Linked DNA regions of Sus scrofa: region 2 is linked to region 1. A link is a contact called in public HiChIP or PLAC-seq data. All regions are on one chromosome and are shown on one strand. Each heading gives the region's core, a stretch centred on a gene start, on an enhancer-like site or on the middle of the called end of the contact. The rest is flanking DNA. Distances are from core to core; before and after follow the strand shown.

Region 1 (4,235 bases), core at 748-3,247:
TCTGGGGGTGGAAATCTGGGAACAAGAATGTTTGCAAATGGACCACAAGAGTGTCAGGTATGGGAGACAGATCATCTAGCCCAAAGGGCTGGTTGGGTCCACGGCGGGTGCCAGGGGTGGCCATGCCCTGCCTCTCCTTCCAGCAGGCATTGGCGCCTGTGCCCTGTTAGTTCTCTTAGAGGCCAACCCCAGAGGCAGCACCTCAGGGTGGGAGAGGTGTGCCAGCTTCTCAAGTCCTGAGGCTGCCCATGCTGCTCCCTGGCATGATGGAGGCCCTTCGGCCCCATGACGAGCCAAGGGCGCCCTGTCACAGGCAGCCCTGGTGGCTGCACTGCAGAAACACTAATTGGGAAGTGAGACAAGCTGAGTGCTTTAATGAGCTACCTTGTTGTAACTCTAACTGGTTGGCGTTATTTACAGAGATTCTGCTAATGAGGTGCCTGTCAGAGGGGGAGCACACGATGGGGGAGGAGGGGAGCCAACCAGCCTGACTGCAGAGGCCAGAGTCAGAGAGAAGAGAAAGAAGCTTACCTGTGCCGAGCTCCTCCTGGACCACGTGATCCCACTCCTTGTCCAGAAGCCAGCAGGTGCAGATGAGGTAAGAGCAAGGGAACCTGCTGCCAAGCTGACACAGGGAGTCCAGGTCAGTCCAGGTGACTCAGATGGCCAGCCCCTCGGGGACCGGCTGCAGGCAGATGGCAGGTCCACCCAGACCCACCCGAGGTGGCAGGAGGAGCAAAGCATGTGACAGTGGGGAAAAGCATCGACTAGCATGGAGCACCACTACCCCCCCAACCTGGACACACAGGACCCACTGAGAATGGGGAGCGCCTGGGCTCCCTGGGTTCACACACCTGCTTCCTGGGTTGATCCTGGACAGGCCAGGGTCCCCCAGCCACCCCTCAGGGCCTCCTCCCCTAAGGCCTGATGGTACTCTGGGCCATCTGCCCTCCCGAAGTCCATCCACCCTAGGCCTGGGAATGACTCGCCTGCAGTTTACTGGGCTCAACCTGGGTCAGGAAGTTCATCAGTCTCTGGTGTACATATTGGATTGTAGCCAAAATAAAAACTCTGACCTTTGGTCTCAGTTTTTCCACCTGCAAGATGGGATTAATAAAATCTGCCTTTCTGAAAGATGGTGAGATGCCGAGAAAGGTTCAAGAAGTGCCCGGTAAACTGCCAGGTGCTGACCTTAGCCTTGTTACCATTATTAGCAGCAGTGTCCTCTGGCTGCAATGCTGACACCAAGCTCTCCGTGCCATGAGGACACTGCTCTGGCTGTGCTCACCTCCCACTGGGCCCTGCCCCGCCTTCTCCACCCTCACTATCACATCCCCTCCTCCCCTGCCACCCATCAAGGCTGACATCTCTTTAATGATAACATCTGTGCATTTCCGTGGGAGCCATAGAGCCCCTCCTGACAGCCCCTATTCAGAGGGGATCAGGTGCTCAGAACTTTGGGAAGAGTTGAGTCTTGGGGGGAAAATGCACTAATTGCCAAGTGTTGCTGTTCACCCTGATGTGGTAGCAAAAGGAATATTTATGTATATGTTCAGGAGGACCAGTGAAACCAGCACAAGTGTGAGATGGTGTCCGAATGTCAGTGCCAGGAGCTCCTCTCAGGGCCTTGCTGCCAGACTCCTCCCTTATTCCACAGAGAAGACATGGGGGCCCAGAGAGGGTAGCAACTTGCTGAAGGTGGCTCAGGACTGGGAAGGAGGTCCAAGGCTGGCTGATGCCCCAGGCCCATGTGGCCTCCACACAGCAGCTGGTTCATCGAGAACAAAAGCCGTGCATTCCTCCTGCATCTCAGCATGCGGCCATCTGGGGCGCTGCCTGCCCTGCAGGGCTGCTGTATTTGCAAGTGCCGCCTGCTGGGGCCCTTGTCCTGGACAAGGGGCCTGCAGAGACCCTTCTCTGAGGCTGGAGATCTGTCCCTCAGTAGCCAGGACGGTGGGCACAGCCCCACTGAGCAGCCATCTGCGGCTGCTGAGTTGTGAGACATGGGCGCCAAGTGCTGCAACCAAGGCTGTTGTCCAAGGGCCAGAGCGCCAGCCCTGGCCATGCCTCCACAGCCTCTTGGAACAAAGCCACTGTAAGTAGGTGGAGATTGCTTCTTAACCCAGACAGCTCTCAGCTCAAATCCCAGCTAGGCCCACCTGCCCCTACAACCCCAGCGAGCTCTCACCCTCTGTGTCTGACTCCGTATCTGCTGGTGTGATGAGTTGGGCCCTGCAGGGTTGGTCTGGGGCCTGAAGGGTGGGTATGCCACCCAGGGCTGCTCCCTACACTGAAAAGGCATCAGGGCCCCCACCAGCAAGCACAGGACAGCAGCTGTTCAGCCTCAGCGCATTTGCTGGTATAAAAATTTGGCGGGAGGTCCTATGGACAGGCCCCAACTCCCACATGTCTGCACCCCACCCCTGCCCCACTCCCTGTGGCTCCCACCAGCCCCTGAGTCCACATGGTCTCCTGAGTTTGCCACCATGAAGGGACCCTTTTTGCATGGCTCCAAAAGGTGAAGCCTATGCCGGCCCCCTTCCCTCCTGCTCCCAGCCAAAACCCCATTGCGCTCTTGGCCCAGGTCAGATAACACGGCCCCGCAGGGCTGCCCCATTCCCTTCTGAGCACAGGTAGACTGTTGGCAGGTACACTTGACCATTCAGCAGTCAGTCCGGGTCCAAGCTCTGCAGACACAGCCATGAACAAATCTGACTAGGGCCACATCTTCCTGGAGTTGCTCTAGTGGAAGGGACAAACCGCTAACAGTTTGGTCAACAAGGCAGCTTAGGCAGAAAAAAATGGAACAGGGTGTGCACTGGACCAGTCAGGGAGCAAGGGAGTGTAGAGTCAGCCTGCAAATTTCCGTTTAGCAACACAACAGGCAAACATCACAGCCTCACGCAGTGAGGAGCTGAATCTTCACACTGAACGGTTCTGATGTACCTTAACCTGAAGGCGGTCCCTCTGCCCACGCCCACTGCCACCACCTGGACAAGCCCCCATTTGCTCTCTCCTGCATTATTGCAAGAGCCTCCTGGCTGCATCCCCCACTTCTGCCCTGGAAGCCCCTTCAGTCACCACTTAGCCCAGTAGCCACAGTGAACATTTTAAAATGCAAGGCAGAGCTCACCATCCCTCCACCAAAACCCAAATGGCCCCACATTACCCCAAGGAAAAGCTGAGGTCTTCCTATGACTTAGACGGCCCTGCATGACCTGACCCCCATCAGCTCTCTGTCCTGGTGGCCAGTCCTCCACCCTCACCACTGCCCCTGTCACAGTGTCTCCCTGCCATTCCAGGAAAAATGCCAGGCACGTCCCAGCCTCAAGACCTTTGCACGTGCTGTGCCCCTGTCTGTGATGCTTTCCCCCAAATACCCAAGGACTCACACCAGCACTTCTTTAGTTCTTTCTGGCTCCAGGAGGCTGGGGCCACCTTCTCCATTAGCCAAAACCAAACGTGGATTGGTGCTGGGTTTGGCTGTTTCTGCTCAAGGCAGGGCGCCTCCAGGGACATCCACCAGGAATTCCCCGCAGTGCCAGCCACACCCTCTGGGAGCTGTGCTTTGAGCCAGGGCTCGTCCTTCCTGGCCTCCCTCCTTCCCTCTCTCTTTCCAGAAGGCTCAGACCTGCTCCAAGGCTGGGGCTTCCCACCCACCTCTGTTCCCTTTCCCTGTTTTCCACAGGCGTTCCCAGCAAGAAACTCCTTACAATTCCAACTCCATCATCTTGACATCTGCTTTTCAGGAACCCCAGCTGACAGTGTGTCACCTTTCACCCAAACTGCAAAGAAGGCTTCTCAGGTATGGAGTCATGCACAGCCCAGCAGAGTAGGGGCAGTTCAGTGCTCCTACCGTCCGGAGCAGAGTCCCCTGGCTGGAGCCTGGAGCCCTCTGGCCCTTTCCTGGGGAAAGTACCTGGGCTGAGAGGCTGGCTGACTGGCCTTGCCCCCACTTTTAAGCTCTCTGGCCCTCAGTCTTCCTCAGCTGTAGAACCAACATGCTGGTACCTCCTCCATTGTGTTCTCACACTTGGGAACCAGGAGTGCAGGGTTTCAGGCCCATTTCATTGGGATCTAGATGATCAGATGTGGCAAATACCACAGACCCCACTCTGATTATTTAAGTGGAGAACTGGGGAAGGGAGGGGAAGACTCTTAGGCAGGAGGGGCATGGGGACGGTAGCAGAAGCAACCCCACCCCAGTCTAGAAAGGCTTCTAGTCCACGCAGCTC
Region 2 (4,235 bases), core at 1,114-3,613, 530 kb before region 1:
ATGGCAATTTTTATCTCACAGTGATTTGCTGGCATTCCTTTTTAAAGAGGTTCCCCCCCACCAATCCCTTCTTACACAGCCCATTTCTTTCAACAGATAGACTACTGGATTTTTTTAAAAAAACGAACTGTTATAAGTTCAATTGGTCAAATTGCTATAGTGCTCGTAGTCCCAAGTTTGGCCAGTGGGAGCCTAGGCACAAATTTATCTAACCAGGCTCACTGATGAACTGGGTTCTGTTCTAAGGAAGGAGCCTGGGTATAGGGCAACAACAAGTGGGCCCATCACAACACCTCGCCTCCCTGAAGCCTGTTTCCAGGCCCTTAGACAGAGGAAATACTCTCTCAGGATGGTTTCCAGGGCAAAATGAATTGGTCGTGCCAGGTTGAGCCTGGCAACAGGTGCTCAAACCATGAATTTCTCTTCCCTTCCTTTCCTCACTACTGCCTTTATTAAAATCCTCACCTTTTGATTCATAATGTCACATTCTCTTCACCTGTTTGCACTTCAGTTTTCTCTGTGATGTAGGAATTCGCAATTTACTGGGTGGTCATGAGCTCTGCTGGGGTCGGTGTGCCCCCCACTTTCAGTCCTGTGGGAGTCCCATTCTCTACCGGCATCTGCACGTGGTGGGGGTGGGGGGCCACACAGCCTCAGAGTCACCTGTGGCTCAGACTCTTGTCTTACTCATTTAGTTCAGTGGTTACTTGCTTCATCATCTGACTCAGAAATAAATCCATCCCTTTCCTCGTTTTTTATAACCCCCTTTTTCAGTCACAGGGTGTTCAGGAGACCTTGGAAAAGTGTGGAACATGTGGTGGATGCTGAAAGTGCCCCTTTCAGGTTTTTCACCAGCTGGTGAGGCCATCTCCTGGCTGCCAAGAGCTCACGTATGCCCTCTTCCCTGAGGGTGCTAATGACCATCTGCTGCGGGGGACAGAAGGTCAGCCCCTTGCCTCCCAGCAGGACCAATTCTGGACGTAATTTGTGCTCTGAGAGCCGTGGGGGTGACTTGAAGCCACTACCAGCTCTTGACATCTTCGCTTTCTCCTGAAGCATCCCCCCCATAAACCTCTTGCACCACAATCCCCACCTCAGCCTCTGCTTATAGTGAAGAAACAGATGAAGGGATGGAGAGAGATTTGCAAATTAAAGTATCCTGAAGGAAACCAGCTGATGTCTTTGCTCATAACCCCCCTAGCGCCCCTACCCCACGTCCAAGGCCAAGCTGTGGTCATCTCGAAGCGTCTCTCTCTCTCTTCCACACTGTTCTCCTTACCCCTGCGTCCAAGTTCTAAAAGGCTCCAAATGATTCTTTTCTTGGAGCAGTCGGCTGTTTCCCAGTTCATGATCCCAACTCGGCCCCAGGCCCACTTTGGCGAATCAAAGCCAGTCGGCAGCTCAGAGAACAAATGGGCTTCGTTCAGGGCACGGCTGAGGGCAGGGCACTTCGTTCAGGGCACTCGGAGCCGCCTGAGTGTCCGTAAGCCTAGGACCACGCGCTGTCCTCCGTGGGCCTTTAGGAAGCACTGGAGCCGCTCACCAGGCCCGCGGCTCTGCCCCTTCCGCTCTCCGGCAGCGCTGGGCTGCTCCTCCCTCCGCCAAGCGGAGCCCTTCTTGCCGGGCCCTTGACCGGGGGCCCAGCACAGTCCTTCCCTCACATCGCGGGCTATTCTCCCCCAGAGACGGAGCTCCAGCTCCGAAGGTAAAGCAAGCGCCTCCCGCCAGCTTCTCGCCGGGCAGCGAGACGCCGCCGTTTTCCTCGGCGTCCAGGAGGCTCCTCAACAGGCCGCTCGCCGACTGTTCACCATTCCCTCCATCCCGGGTGTCCTCGGCCGGTCAGCGCTCCCCGGCTGCTCCGCACGGTTTGCTGACGAACCTGCAGCGCCTCGGCCGGTTCGGCGCTGTCCTTGCCCCCTCCGCTCGGCTCGTCAGCAGGCCTCCCAACCCGCGGTCCGACCACGCACATTCCCGGCTCCTGCGCCTGGTCCAGCCGGCGCCGCCGCCAGACTACAACCGCCACAATGCCTTGCGGCCCGCCCGCGATTGGCTGAGCCCGGCGGCCGCGCCCAATGGGACGCTGCGTTGTTGGCAGGTGGCGCCGTCCGGAAGAGCCGGCGCGCCAGAGCCGCCTCCCGCCATGGGCAGCGCGGAAAGCAGCGAGGGCCGCAGGGCGTCTTTCGGGATGGACGAGGAGGAGCGGGTCCGGGTGCTGCAGGGCATCCGGGTGAGCGGGCGGCCGGAGGGCGGGCGTGGAGGCGCCGGGCGTTCCTCAGCGGCGAGAGGGACGCGACCTCGGAGCGCGCCCGCAGGCTCGGCCGCTGCCAGGTGGGAGGAGGAGCGGACGCCGGGGCGGGGCCTGTTGTCGGGACCCGGATTCGATGCCCTCGCTGCCCGGGGACGCCACGCCTGTACGAGGACGACGAGCCGCTTACCTCTCCCACAGCTTCCCGTGCCAGTTTCCCCCTTCCCCTCTCCCGCCCCTGTTCACTGGCCTCAGGGCCTTCTTGCCCCTTGGGTTGCGGGTCTGTTGGGCACACGACCTCCGCACGGGCTGTGTCGGCTCGTGCGTTCTTGTGGGAGCTCAGATGTCACCTCAGTATCTTTCCCTGACCATTCAGTCTAAAGTGGCCGCCCCCCACTCCCATCCCCGCGGTTTCACAGTTGTTTTTGTCCGAGGGCTCATCACGATGAGAAACTTCTATTGATACTTGACTTTCCTGTTGTGTTTCCCGCTGCTGGGTAAGCTCCAAGGCTCTTGCCTGACTCCAAACCCTATCCCCAGAGTCTAGAGGAAGAATAAAAGCAGCTCACATCCGAGTGCTTAGTGGGGATCTTTTCATTTAATTCTCAACAGCCCTTTAGAAGTAGGATTCGGTTTGCTCATTTTATGGGTTGAGAACCAGGCACTGAGGTACTTAGCCAAGGTCACCTGAGCAACAAGCTGGCGAGCTGGGTTCGAGCTCCGCTGACTCAGTGTCCTGTTGGTTCGGTGCCCTGCTTCCTGCATCTGTGCCTGGCACAAGGCTGGTGCTTTGTAAACCATTGCTAAATGATTAAATGGATGAACCCAGTGAAGCAGGTACGGAGCTTAGGTGAATTAGTTGATTATGGAGGTGGCTCAGAAAAGGACATTAGGAAGTCTGACTTCCGGATAGATGCTCATTAGTTGTGTGACCTGGGATGAACAACTTATCTTTTGAGTCTCAATCACCACATCTTTTAAAAAATGAGAGGAGGCTATATAATCCAGGTGCAACCTAGGGTAAGACGATGTATGTGGACATGTTTAGGAAAAGTGCAGAGTGTTTGTGGGGGCCTCTTAGCGTAGCCTATTTAGTGCTTGCTAGGTGTTATCTAGTCTTGATCTGGCTCGTTGCAAAGACAGAATGAGGAGAAAATGTCTGTATTGGAAGGTGAGAGGCAGTAGCTGAATCAGAATATAGAAAGGTTCTCTGGGCCCTCTCCCACTGTTGTCACCTACATTGGGGAATGTTGGAAAATTCAGTCAGTCACAGTTTTCTAAGGGGATGTCCCCTAAATTAAAGGAACATCATCTTTTTTGGGTCTTATATCAGATGGGCATTTTGTTTCTAGGTCTTAGCAGTTCTGCAAAGACTGAATTCTCTTTTAAAATGGAGACTTAGGCTTAGCGACATTAAGGAACATGTCCAAGGTGTTACTTTTGGGACTTTAATCATTTGGGTACAAGAAACATCCTTTTCTCACTACTACAAGCCCCCTCCCATATGCAAGGCAATGTGAAGGTTGTGTAACAGCTCCTAGCTGTCCTGATAGGGCGCAGGTTCTATCAAGACTGTTAAAACAAGAGGGAGCTTTGGGCAGACCCATCAGAGACTATAAGTGCCTTGTCCAGAGGCGTACAGTTGGGGGCATGGCCCCATGCTATGAGAGCCCTTTGCTTTCTTCCTTCTCTTTCCTCTGTTCCTTCTGTCCACTCCTGACCCTGGCTTCAGAGAGGGAGACCAGAGAGAGGAGGTGATGGCAATTCAGAGTTGGTGTGAAGATTTTTCTGCAAAGTGGCTTGAGATTTGGGGAGTCCACCTTGCCTTAAAGCAAGCAAGTAAAAAATTGCTGGACAAGATCATTGAATGAACCAAAGGAGAAGTTCATTTAATAGAAGGTAGATGCCACAACAGAGCATTTGCCTGCTACTTCAGAGAAGGTTAAATTTTTTTTTTCCTTTTAATGGCCGCACCTGTGGCATATGAAAG

The links. HiChIP or PLAC-seq counts read pairs in DNA pulled down with a chosen protein or histone mark.
Region 2: a contact with region 1 is called in an H3K27ac HiChIP or PLAC-seq map of skeletal muscle. The contact joins two enhancer-like sites. A contact is called at or near these places in 1 of 47 Hi-C or Micro-C datasets (embryonic fibroblasts) and 1 of 2 datasets of contacts at active chromatin or transcription factors (skeletal muscle).

Annotation. Positions count from the first base shown.
Region 1 is chr13:72,720,848-72,725,082 of Sscrofa11.1, reverse strand. No RefSeq gene overlaps it. Among named protein-coding and RNA genes, the nearest start is that of TPRA1, 61 kb to the right of the region's middle. Within about 2 kb of position 1,997, at least 5 of the 83 cell types and tissues checked have an H3K27ac peak or open chromatin away from gene starts, as enhancers often do. A contact at or near this core is called in skeletal muscle, where this site is marked.
Region 2 is chr13:73,252,834-73,257,068 of Sscrofa11.1, reverse strand. CHCHD6 (MICOS complex subunit MIC25) reads left to right here. Exons shown (of 10, transcript XM_021069811.1): 1 at 1-2,227. The coding sequence starts at 2,141. Among named protein-coding and RNA genes, the nearest start is that of CHCHD6, 8.0 kb to the left of the region's middle. Within about 2 kb of position 2,363, at least 71 of the 83 cell types and tissues checked have an H3K27ac peak or open chromatin away from gene starts, as enhancers often do. A contact at or near this core is called in skeletal muscle, where this site is marked.